2 separate regions of the Gossypium hirsutum genome follow, and region 2 is linked to region 1. The links are chromatin contacts, called in public Hi-C maps. All regions are on one chromosome and are shown on one strand. The core of a region is the stretch at or near the end of the contact, and the rest is flanking DNA. Distances in the headings are between cores, read along the strand shown. Region 1 holds the start of LOC107914280 (folate transporter 1, chloroplastic). Region 2 overlaps LOC107914272 (a long non-coding RNA gene).

Region 1 (6,717 bases), core at 1,120-3,619:
TTATCTGGACATGGGTACGAGGATAGATTCCAAACATCAAAGGCTCTCCAAATACATGGAAAGCTGAAAAAAAGAATTGAACATGTGAGTGTCAGATACTTACATCTGAGTTTGAGTAACATAGATATTACTCAAACAATTTAGTCTTATTTAGCTCTGAGATATTCAAATGCTGAAAAAAAAAACCCACACATGATGTGAAAAGCAGGAGCAGAAATACGACTAAAGCAGCCAGCAAATTACCATTAACAGACCCGGACCAAGTCCTTTATAGAGTGCAGTCCATCCTTCTTCTCTCAGTATGGTTCTCAAGGCATCTGAAATAATTAAGACATCAATTTTGCACAGTTAAATATCCAACTGAAAACATTGAGGCACAAAAGGAACTCATGTTGAAAAATATAAACACCTACGATCATCCATCATTTTCAAAAAGGGTTAAGTTCTCAACAATTCTGAAAATCATATCTGCTTAGTAGTGTTAAATCATCTACTGGAATATCAAATCGCACAAGAAATATACAAAGGAAAAAGGTGTATCTTCTAAAAGTTCATGCATCAACATCTCTGCAGGACCAATGATATCAAATCACTTACTTGCTAGTGCTTGGAGTCAGAGTTAGTATGACTCACTACAGAAATGGTTATTGCAGACTCAGAGCACATTACTAGCAAAATAACGTTAAGATGAAGAGCAGACCATAAATGCCAGAATAACGTCGACTTTGATGAAGAGGGTTCTGGAGCTGCAATCTCGTTTTTATAAGCCAAATAGGGTTTGTGCACAAGGAGACCTGAAGAACGCCACAGGATTGAAATTGTTAATAGAATTCAAACTGAAAACTATCTCAATTAACATAGATTAAAGGTCAATCCAACCTAGCATCAGCAGTGAGAACACGAGTACATAACTAATTTAACATCAATTGAAGGCCACAAGATTGAAATTGTTAATAGAAAACAAACCAAAAACTATCTCAATTAACATCAATTAAGGGCCAATTCAACCTAGCATCAGCAGTGAGAATACGAGTACCTGACTAATTCAAACCAAGACAACTCAAATATTATCCAAATGCAGCAACATCTAGTGACATGCTATTGAAACTTAGCATCTTAGACCATCCTAAATGGTTTTAAGCTCGGTTATTAGTAAATTTTACTGTTAAAAGAAAATTTCCTTTCAGCTGTGAACTTTGATATTATTAGTAAGTATGAACCTTCCACTTTTCCACCAAATCATTATTAGAAGTATATATACTCACCAAAGCTCCAGCCTCAGCAGCAGATGCGAGATGATGGCCAGAGCTAAGCTTCTCTTCTCTGTTTTTAGAATACCTTTGTTTAGCTCTGCCATAGCTACAGAGAATAATAATAGAACCTCAGGTTAATTGATTGTCATAAAACATTTTTCAACCTGGTAATAATCCACACACATATATATATATATATACACGTATGCCAACTAATGTACTGTAATCAAGCGTTTCAAAACACATAAAGCAAAAGGAGAAGCTTGTAACACGTAAATTTATAGTTGATACTTACAAGAAGAAATATAAACCCCATGAAACGGTGGATCCTAAAACTGCAGGAAGAAAGCCAGCATAAAGCCCTTTCAGACCCTACATGATCAACCCACAAATCTGTAAACCATCAAAAGAAAAAAAAAAAGGGGGGGGCTTCGCAAAGAGAAACTGTAATCTCCAATGAAAGCTAGACACCAAAAGAAAGTACCTAAGAGTACTAAGCAATTACGAATCAGATAGAAATCACATAATTTCATGGTTACATGACTAATTAAGTAGCTTAAAAATGCTAATACTTGAGCAATACAATCTGATAAGCTAAAGTAAGAAGAAGAAAAAGGTGCGAACCTCTAAGCGAGTAATGGTAAAAATGGCGTGGGCGGTGTTCTTGTAAGCGGGGAAATTGGTGACTCGACCATCGTTAACTGTATAAAATTCAATCCAATCAGCGGCATAAAAGGCTGAAACATATTTGACTAAACTATGCGTATACGGAGAGAAAGGGAGATAGAAGAAACGGAGGACCTTGAAATCTGGTACGAACGATATCGAGAGGGTACATCGCGGCTACGGTGGCGAAACCCGCCACGGCCCCGGCGGCTGCAGTCTCCCATTGCCACTGTGATAGTGACATTTCATTCAAAAGAAAAAGGAGCGGCGACTTGCACAAGCAAAAACAGGGTCGACCGCCGATCGCATCTCGCGCTACCGTTATTTCTGGTTATGGGCTCCAAAGCTAACGTATATGTATATGTATACGTATATGATTAATAAACAACAAAGTGAAAGTGGTCGGGCCGTCGGCCGCCACTTTGAATGGGCGGGCGAAGGATATAATATCAAGTTATGGTTATGGGTCATCTCATCAAGAAACAAAGGAACCACAATCCACTCCACCTTCTGTTTTGGACTCTGACAAGTTGGCCCAAACACAAGTGTTTCTTTTTTGGTTAATTAATAAAATAGGACCTTGCAAGTATTTGTATGGTAAAAATATCATACTAAGTACATGTATTATATTTTAGATTACATTTTTATTTATCCATTTGAAAAATGAGCAAATTAATCCCTATATATTACATAAAAATAAAATAATCCTTAAAATTGTGTTGTGAAATTCTCATTTTGGTGTTTTCCATATAAAGCATGATAACAAAAACTTATAATTTTTACACCTTTATTCAATTTGAATCTTATTCTTTTCTTTGAAGCAAATTGATCCTTAACCTTTCACTAATGTGACACTATTTTGTTTTATAAATCTAATAAAAAATTAATTTTAAAATTATAAAAAATTAATTTTAAAATTATAAAAAATTAAAAAGTTCATCTAACCATAAATAAAAAATATAATTAAGAAATTTTCAGAAAAAAACTATTCAAAATTTAAAATATATATACTTAAAAATATAAAAAAATATTTTAAACAGTAGAAATGCAAAAAAAAAATTTTCAAAAAATAATGTCATGTTATTGTCCCACGAAGAAGAAGAAGCATTTCCGAAAGGAAAAAAAGTTTTCAAGATCAATTCCCAAAAGAAAATACCAATGGAGATATCTAAAAAAGAAGAAGAAATTTTCAAAAAAAGGAAAATCCACAAGGTGTTACATCTGCAACAAAAAAGGTCACTTTGCAAATCCATATTCTACCTATCAAAAGCCTTCCTTTTCACCTATAAAAAGTATCAAGTCTCTTATAACCACCAGAAGAAAAGCGGTTAAAGAGTATGTCCAGTCCTCTAAATTTGATAAACATCTTATTTATGGAGGACAGGAAGAACAGTTCGTCACACTGGAGATCCCATCTCACTTCCCTCAAGAATGGTGCCAACATGGATATTCTCATATGCACTTTGGAGCGGTACGTCTGGCCCTTAACTATCATGGAACTTCAGGGAAACCTGTTGTTTCCAGAATAGCCCTACTTGATTCCAGATATAAGCGTTATCAAGACGCTTGTATAGGGACAGTTGAAGCAACACTAAGTTCGAGAATGGCTATGGTAACCCTATTTCCCAATTTTACCATGTCTTTACAAGACCCCAACTTGATGGATGCCTTGAAAGTACAAATCCAGATCGTTGGTGCAGAAATGGTGGAATCCGCAGTTACTGTAACCCTACACTACCAGATCGTGTATAGGGTCCAAGATCATGCTTTTAAGTTGGCTAATCAAGGATCTGATGATTCTCTTCTTATTTCTGTCAACACAAGAGAAGAGCCTCATTGTATTCATGTGCCCAAGTAGATACCCAAGCAAGAGCTTTTAAAGCTTTTTCCAGAAAAATAGGTGACAAACTATGAACAGATCCATCAACATAATCAGCCAATCAAATCTACCAAAAGCCAGATTATCACTAAAGCTGATAGAACCAGTGAAATCAGATTTGATCACAACCATTTAAAGCAACTCCCGACTCCACCCGTTTTTACAACTCAGATGATGTTACAGCCAGTAACTACTGAAGAAACGGTACCTGGACCAGAAGCAACACTTATTCAGAGCTTCCAGTCTGATGGGAAGCCTTTGTACTTTTTCAAAGATCCCTCAGGACATTGTCCCTGGGATATCAATTGTTCTTGTGAAGGATGCAGAAATGATGTCTTTGAAGAAATTGATGAAGATATTAGACTCTCCCGAAAAAAGAAGTCTAGCAAGAAATTAACACAATTAAGCTTCTATGAAAGATGGATGAATGGAGATCCAGACATTGGTCCTTTAGGAGAAAATAACGGCAAATTTGTTTATCTTGTGGATTACTCTGCAAAAAGACCACAATCTCTTAAAATCCAAAAGCAACCAAAAATGCCTCCACCATCTCCTCCGAAACCAGATTCTGAAACAAAATGGCTATCTAAGCCTTTGAAACAGCCATGTTACAAAAGAATCAATAAATGGGTTCAGAAAAATAACCAATCTATGACTTGCAGACGAAAGAACAAGAGATTGCTATAGTAACAACGGCAATCCCAGAAGTCCAAATGTATACAGCAATTCATCCTATGATCAGGAATTTCCACAACTTGAAGAATTCACAAAGAATGAATATCTTCATGTGCCCAAGATCTCTTCGAAACTCCAAACTGATTCACAAGGAAAACAAGTTAAAATAGCAGCAGCAGAAGCAACCTTGAACTGGCAATCAGAAAATGCCTTGGCCCAGAATGCTGCAAGCAAAAAGATTGATCAAAAAGTTACTCAGATGGATAACAAAGTTTCGAAGATTGAAAAGACAACTGATGAAAATGCAGAGATGATCAAAAATCTCATAAAGCTTTTTCAAAAAAGGCTTAAAGAAGTCGCTCATGAACCAGCAGGCCCAAGACAAGATTTATTCTCTCATCTTGCATAAAGAGAAAAAGAAATCCAAAATCTTAAAGAACAGATCAAATATCTGAAAGAAAATGGGAAGTTGCCACCGCGACAGCCGGAGAAAAATGGGATTGAACTTTTCCCATCCATAAGACAGACTGATAGCCCTCGACAAGGTGGGACACAGCCAATCATTTCCCCCCCACCAGAGCCAAAGAAGAAGGCCACAATCTATGAATTATGTCAACAAATCAAAGCACAAAAGGAGAAAGAAAAAAGAAAAGCTGCGGAAGAGAAAAGAAGACAAGAAAAGGCTCGAGGGAAAAGACCAGTGGAAAAACAAGAAGATGAAGAAAGCCAATTCTCTTCACCGCCAACATCTCCACCACCGAAGCTGATGTCAAAGTCACTTATGATGCAAAATAATAAGAGTCCCTCTAATCCTTTAACCAAATTTTTAAAGGATTACACTCATGATATTCTGCCAAAAATATCTGTTTTCCACCGAGAATCAGAGACAACCCCAGCTCTAAACTTTGAACATATTCCACCAGAAGAAGATTCAGTATCCTTTTCAAAAGAAGCAGCAAATCCTTATGATTCAGAATCAATTGGAGAAACCAATAATTCTTCAGAAGAAGGAATTAGAGATTTACCGGAAGTAATGGCCACTCCTGGTGTGAAGGTTGAAGAACCATCAGATGAAGAGATGAATGAAGCAGGAGAACCATCAAATGCAAGATCAGCACCGCATGTCTCTATAACAAAGATGGTTTTCACATTGGATGATATTCCAATTAACAAATGGCCTGAAAGATTACAAGAGTTCCATGCGTGGCTCGATACTAGAAGGCTAACAGAAGAAAGCAATTATAACATCCTGTCTGAATTTGTTTCAAGATTCACAGGAATGTTGAAAGATTGGTGGAATTCAGCTACTCAGGCGGATCAATTACAATTTTTGGTGTTAACAGATTTTTCTCAGGCTACAAGGATTATCCATAGTTATTTTATTGGTAATCCTAATGATCTGCTAACACTCAAAAGACGAGAATTCTTCAAAAGGAAATGTTGCTCCTACCAGAAAAAAAGACTTATCTAAGCATTTTTATGCTATGATGAAGCTATTTTATGCCCTTGGATCAGAACCAAGTCTAAAGCTGTTGTTGCATCTCTTCCAGATCCCATCCAAGTTGCGATTAATCAGAATCTTTACAGGCAAAACAAAAATATCCTCAATTTGACCATGGGTGAAATCCAACAAGAAACATTTATTGCTCTTGAAGATATCTGCAACAGAAGAAAAGTTTTCAAGGATTATCTTCATGGTGACAGAAGGATAGACAAAGCCTGTACTGACTCACACATCAAAATTAAATGTGGCAAGGAAGACAAATCATGTTATTGTTCCACAAAGAAGAAGAAGCATTTCCGAAAGGAAAGAAAGTTTCAAGATCAATTCCCAAAAAAAAAATACCGATGGAGATATCTCAAAAAGAAGAAGAAATTTTCAAAAAAAGGAAAATCCACAAGGTGTTACATCTGCAACAAAAAAGGTCACTTTGCAAAAAATTGTCCACAAAACAAAAAAGGAGCAAAGATGATCAGGCAAATCCAGCAGAGATCGGGAATTAAGATAACTGAAGAAGATGATATTGAGTCATTGTTCTCCATTGATGATGAACCAAATGATTAGTCAATATGTGCAATTCAAAGCTTTGAAGACAGTGACTACTCAGAAGACTCAGAATCCTCATCATCTGAATCATTGATGATCCAACCATCAATGAATTATCATTTTCTCTCAGAGACTCCTCAAATTGCCAACACTGAGATTTTAGCTCCTCATGTTCCAGTCTCTATCTACTTAAGTAA
Region 2 (6,717 bases), core at 2,337-4,836, 240 kb after region 1:
CAAAACTCCTAGTTACTAGAGTCTTAGTAAACAAATCTAGAAGGTTATCCTCAAATGCTATTTTGACTACATCTATTGCCTCTAATATGATATGAAATTTATAATTAAAGTGTTTTTTCCTCTTAAAATTTCTTATTTCCTTAGTATTAGCCATTATTGCACCATTATCACAATATTATGTGATAGGTTTTTCCATATAAGAACAACTTTAAGTTCTATTAAGAACTTGTGAAGCCAAATTGCTTCTTTTGTTACCTTAAAAGTAGTCACATATTTAACCTCCATAGTAGAGTCAACAGTACAAGTCTGCTTCACACTCTAAATTATGGCTCCCGCAACCTAAGACAAATGCATAGCCGTATGTCAATTTTCTCAAATCCCTACAAGTTAAGACAAATATTAGTAAGCATAGTTTGACCCATCAAGCATAGGTGGCATGGAGATTGAGCTTCCTTACATGGTTCAATAAATCATCAACAGGATCTTCACCAAGTTCATTTGGCGTCTAGATCTTATACCAATTGTAAAAGTTGAGTTGTTGATTCAGTTGTTACATGATCACATTTACGAAAACAACTAAAATTGGAAATGTAAAAAAAAATAGGGCCAATTGGTTATGTAGTTTGGATCCAATCCTACACTTGCGGGGCCTTTCTCAGAGAATAATCCATTATAATTTCAATAACACTAGAGAATATTTAAGCACAACTTATTCACACTCATTAAAACTTCATGTCGGAAAAAAATATGGTTTGAAAATGATTGTCATAGCGAAAAATTAAAATATTGAAAATCGAGTCAATTTGTGATATTTATAGCAAATAACTTTTCCCAAAAAGTACACTTTTTTTGTGCAAGACAGATCCTTAACATTCACTGCTTTCAACTGAATGACTTTCTCCGCTATTTTCATACCACGAATCGCTTCGAGTGTGGACTCGAACAATCACGAATCAAACATAAAACCAGTAACTTCTTACTTTCGGTAGGAAAGTAAATCTCTTTCTTAATAGAAATCGATAGAATTTTTATTCTTAGAATATATAATTTAAACATATAAAATAAATTCTCACTATTTTTTGGTAGAATAACAAAATCTCAAAGTTGAGTGTGTTTAGCCCTACCAGTGCTATCTATTTATATGGAGAGATAAAGAATCCTGATTGAATTAGTAGAATACAAATAATACTTATATGATAGAAAAACTAGTCCTCTAGTTCAACTAGGAGAGAGGGGTTTTGGGCCTCTCATGTATTGAGTCCAATTATAGATGCTTATTGGACTGTTAACCCAGTATTTTATAATTTAATCGAACATAACTTTACCATAAAAGAATATATGAGAAAATATATTTAATTTCCATATTCAACAGATTCACAATGACCAATTAGTTTAATTCCATTTTCGAACTTCAAGTATTTGATTAAATAATAATTCGAAAATTTTAAATTAATTCTCAAGTCATTTTCATACTTAGTGAAAAAATATATTCATTTTCGAATCTGACTTATTTCTCTAACTTCATCATTTCCATCCATTTTTGTTCATTTGATTCCTTGTGCAATTCATTTTTTTGTCTCAACGAGCTAGCAGAGGGACCGATTGGACATATATAATTCAGGATCAAATAATTTATAATAAAATTTCAACTTTTTGCCTATTAATTATAAATGCATTTAGTCACGAAGTCAGTCTATTATAGCATTGTGACGGAACTCTCCCTAATTACATACCATTACAAAAACTATTAAATATATAATAATATTTCACAATATCTCATGCAATAATCAAGGTATCTACCACAATAATATTTATTATTATTTCACAACAATCTTTATTATTAATAAATATTTGCATTAAATATATAATAATATTTTAATTGATGATTTCTAAAATTTATCTATTTAATTTATAATTTTAATTGGCAACAAAAAGATTCCAAATTTATCTTACATATAATATATAAAAAAAACACACACATATATATATATTCTAAATATAACCATACATATATAGAACCAAGTATTGATAAAAGGAAACATACGTTGGATTGTTGGATGATAGTCGGTTCAGCGAAATTTAAAATTCTAGCGATCAAATCCATGTGCAAGAGGATGAATTTGAGATAGAATAAGGTTCAAAATATACTCTCTCTTTTTAGTAGACAATTTTGAGCTTTCATTTGATTCAAATAGTAATTTTTTCCAATATACCTCTTGATTAATTAGGTTACACATTTAGATTTAAAGATTCATTTGAAATTTAAGATTTGAATAGAAATATTAGGCTTAAAAATTGAATTTGGATAAAAAATTTACGTCCGTTCAAAATGTGAGTTAAGATCAAGCTTGAACATTCAAGGCTCAAGTCTAACCTATTTTTCAAATTTGTAATGTTTTATATTATATAATTTATAACACATAAAATTTAAATCTATAGAATATATAATACTAACTCTCATAAATTTATAAAATTTAATTCCATCTCAAAACAAGGTCTAAAAGAGATTTTAAGTCTGTTACCCTAGCACACCTCTGTCTCCCGTCCCTGGCAAGAATTTTAGGTTTTCCTTGTTCTTTTGTATTTTTTTCCTTGAAATTTGTGTCTCGCGAAAGTCTATCTTCTTTCAACGAAAAGTGCAATTCACAAGTTGGTGATTTATACTTGGAAATAATGGAGGATGAATTAGCCCAATTGTCGATTAATGAAGAAGAAAAGGATACTATTCACATTCAAATAGATCCAGGTTAGGAAAGGGGGGTGAGATTTTTCAACTTGTGGGTTGTTTTCTCACAGCCAGTATAATTCACTTTCCAGCCATCAAAAGTACTATGGCAAATTTGTGGCATCCGGTTCGAGGCATTTAATTCGAGATCTGGGGAAAAAAGGTATTTGTTTCAATTCTTTCACGATATGGATATGGAAAAGGTTTTAAAGGGTTCCCCTTGGACCTTTAATAATCATTTGCTAATACTTTACAAATTGCAATTGGGGGAGGATTCGTTACAGGTCCCTCTAGTTTTGATACCTTTCTGGGTCTAGATTCATGATGTGCCTATTGGTCTGTTTTTTGAAAACCTAGCAACACAATTGGGTAATTTCTTGGGGAATTTTTTGGAATATGATGTTTCAAATCTAGGGAAAGAGAATAGAAATTTTATGCAAATAACGGTCCAAATTGATATAAGGCGTCCTCTGGAAAGAAAGAAACAAATTTTATTTGGTGGGAGACATTCATATATTACTTTTAAATATGATCGATTATCACTTTTATATTTTTATTATGGAAGATTGGGCCACATTGATTTATTTTGTGAAGCGAAAATGAATCTTGGAGTGGAAATTGCTGAAATGGATTGGCACATATCTATAAGAGTATAATCTCGAAGGGCTTTGACCATGAATAGTGTCTGGTTACGTGAGGAAGGTGATGGGGATATGGGAGGAATCGAGGAAAATAGAGGATTCAAAATGGGCCAGCAAAAGATGGGATGGAAAATAAAATATGGAAAGCCTGTTGATCCAATTCTGGGTTTTAATTTGGAAGGAGGTTCATCATCTGTAGGCCAAGGAAAGGAAAATTCACTGACAAATCACGCCCTAAATGTGATGGACCACAATCTGGAGGATGTAGCCCTTGTAGGGGAGGAGGGGAAGAAGAGATCTAAATGGGAGATTGAAAATTTAACAGGAAAAAAAGAGAGGGGTAATATTATGGCAAGTAGGAGAATGGTGGATCTTAATCACTTATCATCGGTGGTTGCCAAATGACAAGCTGGCCAAGCGCAATGAAAATCTTAAGTTGGAATTCCCATGGATTAAGGAGTGGACAGTTCGAAGACTTCAGCACTCGCTGAGGACTTATGACCCCCAAATAGTCTTCTTTATAGAGACTAAGCTTTGTAAAAATCAGATGGAAAGAGGTCGACGAAGATGTGGTTTTGTGAATGGCATTGAAGTCGATTCAGAGGGCACTAGAGGAGGTTTGTGTTTGGCATGGCGAAATGATGTCAACATCACGCTTCAGAATTTTTCTAAAAGACACAATGATGTGGTAGTGGCTGATAATGAAAGAGATGTTAAATGGAGATTTACCAGATTTTATGGAACCTCGTATGTACAAGATAGAGAAGATTCATGGGCAGTCTTAAAAAATCTCCACAAGGATGAAGACATTACTTGGTTTGTTTGTGGAGACTTCAATGAAATTATGTATGGTTCTGAAAAAAAAAAAGAAGCTTGCTTAGAGATGAAAGAAGAATAGAGATGTTCCGTGAAGCTTTGGAATTTTGCCAATTGATTGACGTGGGATATTCTGGCAGATGGTTTACTTGGGAGAGAGGTAATTTTCCTGAAACAAACATACAAGAACGTCTGGACAGGGGTGTTACAAATGAGAATTGGATTTCTATGTTTCCTAAGGTAAAAGTTCAGCATCTGGTGTATTCTTTTTCTGGTCCTTGTCCCCTTTTAATTGACACAAATAAGAAAGACAAAAGGAGGACAGAGTCGTTTCAATTTTGAAGCTTGGTGGATTTTGGAGGACTCCTTTGTTGACGAGCTAAACACATATGAAAGACGGCATCAGGAGATTTTCTGAAAAAGCTGGAAATTTTAGAAAAGGACCTAGAAAATTGGGCGAGACAAATGCAAAGAAATAAACAATGGAAAAAAGGTTTTTAACAGCAAAGTTATCAAAACTGATTGAAGCTGAAAGGGATGATATTAACTTGACTGGGATGATTGATACGAAGATTCAGCTAAACTTTGAAATCGAAAAATATGAAAGATACTGGGAACAAAAGGCTAGACTGAACTGGCTAAAACTAGGTGATAGAAATACAGCTTTTTTCCATAGCCAAGCAACACAGAGGAGGAAGAAGAATCTAATTAACAAGCTACAAAATGATAGTGGATGGGAAACGGAAAACCTTCAGGAAATGGAGAGTATTGCACGATCCTACTTTCAGACTTTATTCATTTTAGGGAATCAAGAAAACTATGATCATTTGCTCTCGGGTATTGATCGATGTGATTTTTAGGAGGATAATAGAAAGCTTACAATACAATATACGAAAGAAGAGGTTTGAGAAGCGTTGTTTGAAATGCAACCCATGAAGGCATCTGGTGAAGATGGATTTCCAGCTCTTTTTTATCAAAAATGTTGGCACTTTATTGGAGAGGAAGTCGTTGCTTTTTGTTTACAACTCTTGAATGAAAAAATAGAGGTCAGTTCAGTTAACACATATTGTGCTTATCCCAAAAATTAATAATCCTTTTAATATGACACATTTCTGGCCTATATGTTTATGCAATGTTATTTATAAAATCATGGCTAAGGCTATAGCAAACAGATTTAGAGATGTTATTGATAAATACATTGATAGCGCGCAAAGTGCCTTTGTTCCAAGAAGATTAATCTCAGATAATGTACTACTAGCTTATGAATTACTGCATACACTAAAACAGAAGAGAATGGGAGAAATGGGTTATATGGCAATAAAACTGGACTTGAGTAAAGCTTATGACAGGGTTGAATGGAAATTTGTTAGGGAGATAATGTTGCAGATGGGATTTGCTCAAAATTGTGTCGATTCTATCATGAATTGCATGTCTACTATTTCTTATCAAGTTGTGCTCAATGGAAGTATTGGAGAAACTTTTCGTCCAACCAGGAGACTTCAACAAGGTGACCCATTGAGTTCGTTTCTTTTTCTAATATGTGGAGAGGGATTACCTAGTCTCATGAGAATAGCTACAAAAGAAGGAATTTTAAAAGGAGTCAAGGCAAGTAGAAGCGGCCTACAGGTGTCACATTTATTATTTACAAACGACTGTATTTTATTCAGAGAAGCTTCAAAAAAAGGAGCTTTAGTATTCAAGGAGATCCTACGTGAGTATAAACGATGTTCGGGTCAGTGTGTAAATTTTGATAAATCAACTTTCTTTAGTAAAAACATGCTGGAGGAAGAAAGACAATTAGTCGTCAACTTGTTGGGAGTTTGGAGTTCAGATGAGCAAGAACGATATCTAGGTTTGCCAAACATGGTAGGTCGAAGAAAGGAGTCTTTTCGAGCTCTAAAAGATAGATTAAAGCAGCATATTGAAAACTAGAGTATTCGATTTCTATCGCAAGGTGGAAAATAAGTATTCATTAAGGCTGTCCTACAAGCCATACCGACATATTCAATGGCTTGCTTTTTACTCCCAAAGTCACTATGCGATAAAATGGAAGGCATTATTGCGAAATATTGATGGCAAAATGGTCGTGGAAAGGGGGAATTCACTGGTGTACTTGGAAAAATCTTTGCATTTTAAAAGAAAACAGAGGGTTAGGTTTTCAAAATCTTAGCCAGAATAATATTGCGTTGTTAGCCAAACAGGGCTGGTGACTTTTTAATTATCCAAATTCTCTTTTAGCCAGAGTTCTTAAAGCTAAATATTATCCACGTTCTGACTTTCTAAATGCATAGTTGGGAAACTTACCATCTCTTACCTGGAAGAGCATTTGGGCAACGAAGGGTCTCCTTCTTAAAAGACTAAGCTGGAGAGTTGGAAGAGGAAATGCAATCTCTATTTGGATTGATCGATGGATACCAGGGATTGAACCTGAGTCATGGCACAACAGAGGAGGCAATGGTGAGCTGGAACTAGTATCAGATCTAATTGACAGTACAACTAATATGTGGAAAACAAAGATAATTACAACTACCTTCC

Evidence for each region. Hi-C and Micro-C count contacts between places; a contact is called where the count stands out from the background.
Region 2: a contact with region 1 is called in a Hi-C map of leaf, with 3 times the contacts expected there. The contact joins the enhancer-like site here to the promoter of LOC107914280 in region 1. A contact is called at or near these places in 13 of 34 Hi-C or Micro-C datasets (anther, fibers, hypocotyl and 2 more).

What each region holds. Positions count from the first base shown.
Region 1 is chrD10:11,987,594-11,994,310 of Gossypium_hirsutum_v2.1, forward strand. LOC107914280 (folate transporter 1, chloroplastic) reads right to left here and starts at 2,370. Exons shown (of 11, transcript XM_016843150.2): 1 at 2,055-2,370; 2 at 1,878-1,954; 3 at 1,549-1,625; 4 at 1,266-1,359; 5 at 701-794; 6 at 244-317. The coding sequence starts at 2,163.
Region 2 is chrD10:12,228,210-12,234,926 of Gossypium_hirsutum_v2.1, forward strand. It overlaps LOC107914272 (a long non-coding RNA gene), which reads right to left. Exons shown (of 4, transcript XR_001688761.2): 2 at 6,713-6,717; 3 at 6,497-6,609; 4 at 5,345-5,755. Among protein-coding and RNA genes, the nearest start is that of LOC107914272, 4.7 kb to the right of the region's middle. Within about 2 kb of position 3,587, at least 7 of the 9 cell types and tissues checked have an H3K27ac peak or open chromatin away from gene starts, as enhancers often do. A contact at or near this core is called in fibers and leaf, where this site is marked.